Linked DNA regions of Mus musculus: region 1 is linked to region 2. The links are chromatin contacts, called in public HiChIP or PLAC-seq maps. All regions are on one chromosome and are shown on one strand. The core of a region is the stretch at or near the end of the contact, and the rest is flanking DNA. Distances in the headings are between cores, read along the strand shown. Region 1 holds the start of Foxf2 (forkhead box F2). Region 2 holds the start of Mboat1 (membrane bound O-acyltransferase domain containing 1).

The links. HiChIP or PLAC-seq counts read pairs in DNA pulled down with a chosen protein or histone mark.
Region 1: a FOXA1 HiChIP or PLAC-seq map of pancreatic cancer cells shows a contact between it and region 2. The contact joins the promoter of Foxf2 here to the promoter of Mboat1 in region 2. A contact is called at or near these places in 2 of 39 promoter capture datasets (hippocampal neurons and pre-B cells) and 1 of 115 datasets of contacts at active chromatin or transcription factors (pancreatic cancer cells).

Annotation. Positions count from the first base shown.
Region 1 is chr13:31,622,961-31,627,442 of GRCm38.p6, reverse strand. Foxf2 (forkhead box F2) reads right to left here and starts at 1,627. Exons shown (of 2, transcript NM_010225.2): 1 at 187-1,627. The coding sequence starts at 1,363.
Region 2 is chr13:30,133,223-30,137,872 of GRCm38.p6, reverse strand. It overlaps Mboat1 (membrane bound O-acyltransferase domain containing 1), which reads right to left and starts at 1,383. Exons shown (of 13, transcript NM_153546.4): 1 at 1,111-1,383. The coding sequence starts at 1,206.

The DNA.
Region 1 (4,482 bases), core at 378-2,877, 1.5 Mb before region 2:
AGCATTAGAGAAGGGTACAAGATCAAATCCCCTTCTCTCACTTAGGAATAGGGAACCGAATCCCCACCCCACCCCCAGCATTCTAGTTCTGAAGACCCCAGCGTTGAGGACCAAGGGTGCAGTAGCCCTGGCCCTCAGAGGCTCTCAGAGGCTCCGCTTGCAGCCAGCCTTGGCGCTCTTTATTACCTGAGAGATCCTCGCGGGCGTTCTGGTGCAAGTAGCTCTGCTCCAACGAGTAGGAAGACATGCTGGGGTGCAGACCAGCAGAGGCCGCGGGATTACTGCTTGGCGTCAGGGCAGGCGGCTGCTTGAGGTAAGGTGAAGCGCCAGGCGAGCTCCAATGTGCCGCAGGGCTAGTGTAGGGCGAGTGACACTCAATGGCGCTTGCCATAGCCGGGGATGAGGGCACAGGGCTGCTGCTGCTGTCCGGCCCATAGTCCCCGCCGCCACCGCCGCCACCCGCTGCCGCACCGACGCCCGCAGGACCTGCGGGCACCGGGCAGCTGGCCATATAGGTGGAGCCCGGGTTGGGCGACATGTGGGGGACGTGGTGGTGGTGGAGGTGGTGTGGATGCGCGTGGCCCGGAGCACCCGCCCCTGTATCATAGCCCGCGGGCATCATGTCGAGGCCACCATAACCGCCTTGACCGTGGCAACCCAGAGGCGCCGACGGGGGCGCTTGGAAGTCGAAGCCCTGGGGCAGCAGCGAGGCCCCGAAGCCCAAGCCGCTCACCACGCGATGGTACATGGGTTTGAGAGCCTGGCACTTCCGCCTGAAGCCGCGCGGCCGGCGGCGGAACGAACCCTCCTCAAACATGAATTCGCTGGCCGGGTCGATGGTCCAGTAGTGGCCCTTACCAGGTCTCCCGAGGCCCTTGGGCAGCTTGATGAAGCACTCGTTGAGCGAGAGGTTGTGGCGCACGGAGTTCTTCCAGCCCTGGTAGGCGCCACGGAAAAAGGGGAAGCGCGCCTGTAGGAACTGGTAGATCTCACTGAGCGTCAGGCGCTTGCTGGGCGAGCTCTGGATGGCCATGACGATGAGCGCGATGTACGAGTAAGGAGGCTTCTCCGGCCGCCGCAGCCCCGAGGTTGCCTTCTTGGTGCCTCCACTCCCGGCGCCCGCGCCGCCGCTGCTAGCCGCACTCTTGCAAGCACCGGCCGAGGCGCTGACGGAGTTAGAAGAGGACGAGGCACAGGAGGCAGAGGATGATGATGACGACGACGAAGTGGACTCCAGGGTGGCGGCGGGTGGCGGGCTCATCAAGGCGGCCTGGAGCGCGCCGGGCGCCGGGCTGCACGCGCGGCGGAGTGGGGCAGGCGGCGGGCGCGGCGGGGGTGGCGGAGGCCCGCCCTCGGTGCTCATCTGGGAATCGGGAACGAGGCCGGGCCTGGGGGGCGGACCCCGGACCGGGATCGGCGGCGCCGGAGCCGGGTCGGTCCACAAATCGGGCGAGTGCCCTACTGCGCCGGCCGCGCTGCAGCCCGGGCCACTGCGGGCCAGCGCTTCGGCGTCGCCTCCCTCAGCTCCTCTGGGGCTTCGGGCGGCGGCGGCGGCGGCGGGTCGGAGGCAACGCCCCGCGCATCCCTCTTCCGAGCCTCCGGCCGGCTCCTTGCGCAACCGTCTCCTAAGCCACTGAGGCGACGCTGCCCAGAGCTGGACAGCTGCGCCCTCGAGCCAAGACCTCAGCCCGGACCCCGGGGACTAGCCCGTCGTCTTCTTTCAGGAGTGCTCTTCTCTCTGTCTCTTGGACTTCCTCCCTGGCGCGCCCTCCCCGCGGCAGCTTCGCTCCCTCCCTCCCTCGCTCCCTCCCTCCACCCCACCCCGCCCTGCCCCCTCCTTGCTCCGCGCCGCCCGCCACGGGGAGGGCGCACAGGGCTCGCGTCACTCCTCCCCCTCTGGACCTGGCGGCGGGCTCCTGCTCTTATCGCCTCCCGGACTCTCCGGGGTCCTGCTGGCACTACTAATTCCTCTCGGGGCTCTTTCCCTTTCCCAGTCTGTCCTCTTCAAAGCCGCAGATACACCCGCATTCAGCAGGGAGAACTCCCAACCTTGGCCAGACTCGATTACTCCTAACTTCAGCAATTCATTCTCTGTTCCTTCCAGCAGCCCGTATCCTATCCCAGAAGTGCCCCCAACCTAGCGATCCGTGCCCGGACACACCCTGCCCCTCCTCCACCCCCGCCGGACCCTGTGGGGGCTGAGTCTTGGGGAGACTGTGCCCTGGAAGAGCTTCCTTAGCCACGGTCCCCAGTGCCCGAACTGACACCATCTGTCAACTTCATTTAGGCAGTGCTGCCCTCAGCCACACGCCAGGGTGCCAGACGTCCCAAGGTAACGTGCCAACTCCGGGTCTCTCTCTCTCTCTCTCTCTCTCTCTCTCTCTCTCTCTCTCTCTCTCTGGCTGGACATGCAGGCTTCTGAGAGGTCACAGCAGAGGGCAAACACTGGACGCCCTTGAGCTGTGCCCGGGGCAGTTATGAACAGATTGTCAGCTGAGCAAGGGGTTTGGGTGGAGAAACCTGGGGCCACCTCTTAGACACTCTTTTGAGTCGAATGGATTCGGTTTTTTATTTGCTTCCATTTTCCACTGACTTGTCATTTCCACTTCATGCTGAGAGAGAGCAAGAGAGACCCTGAGTAAGGAGATAGTTGTATTTATTATCAACAAGGAAGGTCTGCACAGCTGCCAGTGGGTTTACAGCGTCTGTCTTCCGGTGCACCCCCCCCCCACTCCCTATGTTCCGTGGCCCAGCTCCCTCCATTCGAGAACACTCCTCCAGTTGTGGCTTATTCCTCTAAGTAAGAGTCGGCTCAGAGAGAGATGGCCCTCGGGAGAAATCATTCCAATGAGACCCGACAGTTAGTTATTGGATTACACGTGCGGGGAAATGTAGTCTGACCCCGGACAGGGGCTGCAAAGCGAGTTGCAAGCTGAAGGAGGCCTGACCACACCAGGGCTGGTGGCCTGGCCCAGAGGGAAGGAGATGCCCATCAGAGTAGCAAATGGTAGGCACAGCACTGCGCCAGCCCTGAGAGGACTGGGTTTGTGTTGTGTACGCAGAAAGCCTGGGAAGATGGGAGACAAGGCAGAGAGGAGAGTGCAGGGCCCAGTAAAGATGCTACAAAGAGCCTGGTTGAGCAAGTGGGGTCTGGCCTCCTGGGGGTGGGGGAGCCTGCACCAGCTCTGTGCCCTAGTGCATGGGGACTGCCCCTGATGGAGACTGTTGGTGGGTCTGAGGAACAGAGGAAAGGGCGGGTGCAGGGGGGGGGGGAGGGGGCTGGCCCCAGACAGTGACCTGGAGTTGAGTGGAAGCAGGCTTTTTCCATCAAACCCTGCCTGGATACCACACACAGAGCCCGAGTGTCAGTTTACTGCCCTGAGCCCGGCTCCTTTTCCCTAAGCTCCACAGTAATTAGACAAAGAAAACCTAAATTAGCTGAACAGGCGTCGACAGCTTCCTCCAGAGCACCCCTGGTACCTACATGGGAATGTGTCCGAAAATGGCCCGATTGTAGCCCAGAGTCAGCTAAGAAAACACCGCTGAGCAGAACTGAGTGGACCTCTCATTTTCAAGAGAGGAAAAGAAAAAAGAAAAAAAAAAAGAAAGAAACAAGTCGCTCTTTTCCGGAAGGGATGTTTTGCTTGGGTTGGGGGGGGGGGGGTTGATGTTTCGACTTTCTAAGAATTTCTTTTTGACTGACTAGTGAACATTTGGGGGACAAGTCCCCATTTATTTCATGCTGATCCCCGCCTTCCCTTTGTCATCTTGCCTGGTCTAATTTTTTTTTATGAGACTTAATATGGAAGCAAATATGTGCTCAATAAACCAAAGTTCTACGTGTCTGAAAAGAATTGCTTAGATGAGGTGGAACTTGGGTGAGGATAGGAAATGGCCCAAAGGAGCTTTGTGGGCAGACTTCGGTGTTGGTAAAAGTGTTTTCAAGTGAGTGTGTATGGAAGTGGGGAAAACATTGGTTCTGGAAGAAGAGTGGGGAGGAGGGGAGGCATGCTGTTTTGTAGGCAGGCTACACGTTTGAGAAACTTGTATGAAGTCAGTATTGTGGTCAGCCAGCTCTCCACCTGTTCTGTTTCCTGCACCCGGGGACTCTACGACTCTCACTCCCGCATGGTACTTGCTTTTAAATACTGGCCTTAAAAGTTTTAGGTCTGAAGAGAATGAAGGCACTAAGCCTTTTACAACCAAGGCAAGGTTTGATAACCTTCCACATCATTAGCTCTCAGTTTGGGAGCCACTGAGTTCTTTTCTAAGGGGTACCTGAGATTTTTACAAGGTTTTTCTTTTTTTTTTAATTTCTACGTATTTTTAATCTCTGTTATAAAAGGTTTTAAACGAGTCCTTTTATCATCCAGGTATTGATCACATGTTACTAAGATTCTCTGAATTTGTAAGAAATGACTCTTGTAGTCTGCAGTAGACAAGGCAAAGTATGCAAACTTGAAGCCTTTGTTCTAGTATACC
Region 2 (4,650 bases), core at 134-2,633:
ACCTCGAGACCCAGCAAAGGAAGGGAAACTAAACTGGGGAAACTCAAAGGAAACAGATTAGTAAGGAGAGCAGTGGGTCTTACTCCAACCTGTCCTGCCTGAATCCATTCAAACCATTACATCCTACACAGGGGACATAGCCTGAGGCACCGAAGGAAATAAGGCAAGACTACATACACCTCAGGAAGACTTTTCTTGACCTCAGTACGGAGGCCAGAAGACAGGACAGACCCTCCAGCATACTACAAACTCTACCACTGAATTGCACTCCAGCTGTCTTTGGCAAAATTCCTACCAGGTTACTGTTGCCAGTTTTACCTCTAATGTAGCAGGCAACTCCTGAACAGTTCCAAAGAAGTCCCCACAGCCCTTTTCCTCCCAGGGCCCGCCCTACTCATCAGTTTCGCACAGCAGGGATGGATGAGAACTGAGTAAGGCCCTCTGAGAAGCATCTCAACACTGTGGCGAAAGGATCACCAGTTCTAGCCCAGCCTAGACAAAATAAGAGACTTCGATGCCAGCCTGAACTTCAGAGTGAGTGCCAAGACAGTCAGGGCCAGATGCTGTCTCAACAAACGGAATAAAAAAGTCATCACCATATACTATACTATAGACCTACGCATCTGGTTAGTCAGGCTTTTTACTTTTTGTTTGGTTTTGTTTGAGAGTTGAGGCTTCTCCTCAGCATCCTAGACAGAGAAGACGGGAACTCGCTGCAATTTCCCTGCCCCGGGCTCTGAAGACCTGGATTAAAGGCGTGATCCACCACACCCAGCTGGATCAGACTTACTCTTAAAGTAGGATCGCCTAAATTTAAAAATCACAAAGACTTTTATCTACACTGGTGGGGGAAATGCTGGGTTCATGGATCACACCACTAAATAATTCGATCACAGAGCAAAACTTAAAAGTTCAGTCCAACTTGCTAGCTTAGGTGGACGTATAGTTTTCACGCAGAAAAAGCAGCCAACTCAGAGAAAAAAGAAAAAAAAGGGAAGAAAAAGCTCTCGCACGTGTAGGGTTCATAGCCATAAACTAGGCTCTGAGCGAATCCAGGTCGCAATCCTGTTCCCAGACAGAGGGTCTGGGTAGCGGGTGGGACGCTGTTACCTGATCCAGCGGGATGCCCAGGAGCTGGCTGAGCGGGTGCAGGCAGGTGGAGCCGGTGGTACGGTAAGAGAGGCTGGCGGGCGGCCGTGCTGCCATCCTGCATCTTCAGGGTGCTCTGTCGCCCGGGAGCTGCACACTGGCCACCTTGAGGGCTCCTGAGGACCTCGCGGGAACCTGGCGCCGACTCCAGGGCGCGGACCTGGCGCTGCGGGACCCCGCGCCTGGGAGGGCAGGGCCCCCACGTTCTGCTTCCCGCTCCGCACCGCCCGCCGCCCATTGGCCAGCAGCCGGGGACGCCCCGGAGGAGGAGCCGGGCAGAGATGGGCGCGGATCCCCGGGAGCCCGGCCCGGGGCAGGAGACCGGGAGACGCCCAGTCTGTTCCCCAGTTCGCCGCCCTCCCCGGGCGCGCAGCGGGCCCGATCCGGGTTCCTCCGAAGCCGTCTCACCCTCCTCCCAGGCAGCTGGGGTGTCCTGTGCTCCAGTTTCAGGCCCGGCTCCTGCTGCTACTCCGGAAGCCAGAAGAGACCTAAGAGCTAACCAACACCGCTCATTTTGCTTACATTTTAAAGATTTATTTATTTGCAGTTTAGAGGCAGGGTCTCCTGTAGCCCAGACTTTCCCTAAACTCCCAAATACTGAAATTACAGGTGTGCACAAACATAAAACTCCACTCCAGATTATTATTCTCCTTCGCGTCTCCTTCTCCTCCTTCCCTGTGTCTTTGATTGTGTTCTGAATTCCTGGTGCTCCCTGTCTGGTTGTCTCTTCTTTCTCTCTTCTCTCTTCTCTCTTCTCTCTTCTCTCTTCTCTCTTCTTTCTCTCTTCTCTCTTCTCTCTCTTCTCTCTCTCTTCTCTCTCTCTTCTCTCTCTTCTCTCTCTCTTCTCTCTCTCTTCTCTCTCTCTTCTCTCTCTCCTCTCTCTCTTTCCTCTCTCTCTCTCTCTCTCTCTCTCTCTCTCTCTCTCTCTCTCTCTCATATGTTTTTTACTTTACATGTATGTATGTACTTGTGAGTAGATGCCACTGGAGACCGGAAGAGTCCATGGAGTTTCAGGAGATTGTGAGCCACCATGTGGGTGCTGGAAATAGAACTCCGGCCCTCTGCAGCAAGAGAGATTGCTCTCAGGTCCTGAGCCATCTCTCCAGCACCCAAGGTTGTCATTCTTTACCTTCTCTGGTCAAGCCACAGTTTCTAGCACCCTAATCCACTATCTCTGCTTCCTTCTGTGACTTGTCTCATTTTCATCTGGGCCGTTTCTCTCCAGTAAGCTTCTGTTTACTGTTTACTACCCACGTGATGACGGGTCTTTCACTTGCTGAAACAGCTCTGTATCTCTGTTTCTTGAGAAATCCTTTTCAACTCACTAACAGACATTTTAAAACATCACAGAGACCCTTCTAGCACTTTACCAGTCTCTGCTGCATCTAACCTGATGTCAAAGTAGCTGCTCACATTGGAAGTCTGAGAAACACCCAGGGACCTACTGAAGAGAAAGGAAGCCAGGAACCAAGAGATCCCTCTGGACACACAAACACCTTTTAAAAGATTGTGTGTGTGTGTGTGTGTGTGTGTGAGAGAGAGAGAGAGAGAGAGAGAGAGAGAGAGAGTGTGTGTGTGTGTGTGCCTGTAGAGGCTAGAAGGGAGAGTCAGAGCTGTAGTTACAGGCAGTACTGAGCAGTTCATCCACGTCCTGTGTGCTGGCATCTGAAGTCCAGTCCTCTGGGAGAGCTGCAAACATTCTTAACCACCCTTAACCACTGAGCCATCTTGTCAGCCCCTGCAGCCCTTTGCTTAGGTTGTGGGGTGACTTTCTATAGGTGTGGGAAGTAATTGAACATGAAGAGAGGAGAAGATCCACACTGACGGCAAAGCAACTTCTCAGCATCTTTACAAGATGGTGGATAACGATGAACTGGAGATGTAGCCATGTGCCTGTGAGCTTACAGGAGCTACTGTACTATTCATGCAGCCAAAGACTATGGAGTAAACCAGTGCTTTGTCCTCGGGAGAGATGTGAGCAGAACACTGGGGCATGGGCATGCCCTCCACCTCCAGTGTCCCTGCCACATCTGTGCCCCTCCAACTTCCATGTACCATGTGCCAGCTTCAGGACTGTGGCATCTCTGCTCCGCTTAGGAAGTCTCAGTGGCCCCCATCACCCATGTTTCATCATCATGGAGGGGTCTTCTAGCACCCTGGAGCGAGCCTTGAAACATGAGTCCTCCATAGGCGCTTCCATGCCTGCTTCCTGCTTTTGGCCCAGGAAAGCCCAAGCCGTGCTCTGTGCCCATCCAGACCTGCAATGAAAACAACAGAAACACTGTTGCTTTCTGAAGAACTGCAGAATCTTACAGATTCATGACTGATAGCTCTTTTCTCCACCTAGGATGAGAGTAAACTGTGCAAATAGAGAAACATCAGCCCTGTAAGTCCCTCAAACCACACACCTGCAGTCCTCCCTATGTGCGAGGTGGAGGACACAGGATCGTTTGAGCCTGAAGTTGGTGACCTGCTTAAGAAATGTCCTGAGACTCCATTAAAAATAATAATATGGGCTGGTGAGATGGCTAAGTGGGTAAGAGCACTGACTGCTTTTCTGAAGGTCTTGAGTTCAAATCCCAGCAACCACATGGTGGCTCACAACCACCTGCAATGAGATCTGACGCCCTCTTCTGGTACGTCTGAAGTCAGCTACAGTGTACTTATGTATAATAATAAATAAATCAATAATAATAATAATAATACACACCCTTTCCAGGAAACACTAAATGTTAGCTGATAAAGAAAGAGGCTTTTAGGACCACGGGGCACTGGGCTAATGTGTAGAAAGCCAAGGAAAAAGGAGCTTTGTGGGCCCAGGCGAAGCATCTGGAAGCTGCCAAAGATTTGCTAGCAGAAATATCCAACCAGAGATGTAGTCAATGACTTTAGATAGATTTTATGAATGTGGATTCAGGTTTCAAATTAAATGGATGCCCAATATACACCTGCAAGAACGTCTTCCCAGAGACATAGGTTTTCCTGTTGACATTTAGCAATACCATTCCTAGAAAGCTACAGCCAACACTAAATGGGTAGGCCACAGGTTTTAGACTCATGTCCTCTGCCAAGGAATAATGGGAAAAGTCTACACTATGCTTCTGCCAAGCAGATTCACAGCACATGCACACACATACATGTACTCTTAAGTGTACATGCATACATATAAACACACATATATACACATGCATACACACAGAGAGACACACACAGGAATATGCTTGAGACTAATGAGACTAGTCAGAGTCACCAAGCATCAACCCTGGTAGATAACCAACCTGAAATAATACGAATCTTAAGTGAGGTAAGCGCTTAAGTGGAATCTGAAAATCAGATAGGGGCTACAAGCATTTATTTAAAAATGAAAAGGGAGGCATGCAATCCTAGCTACTGGGAAGGATCATCCAGCAGGGTGATCCTTGAACCCAGATGTCTGGAGACAGCTTAGGATACACCTAGACTTTAGTTAAAGAAAGGGAAAGAACCCCTTAGGAGTGGACA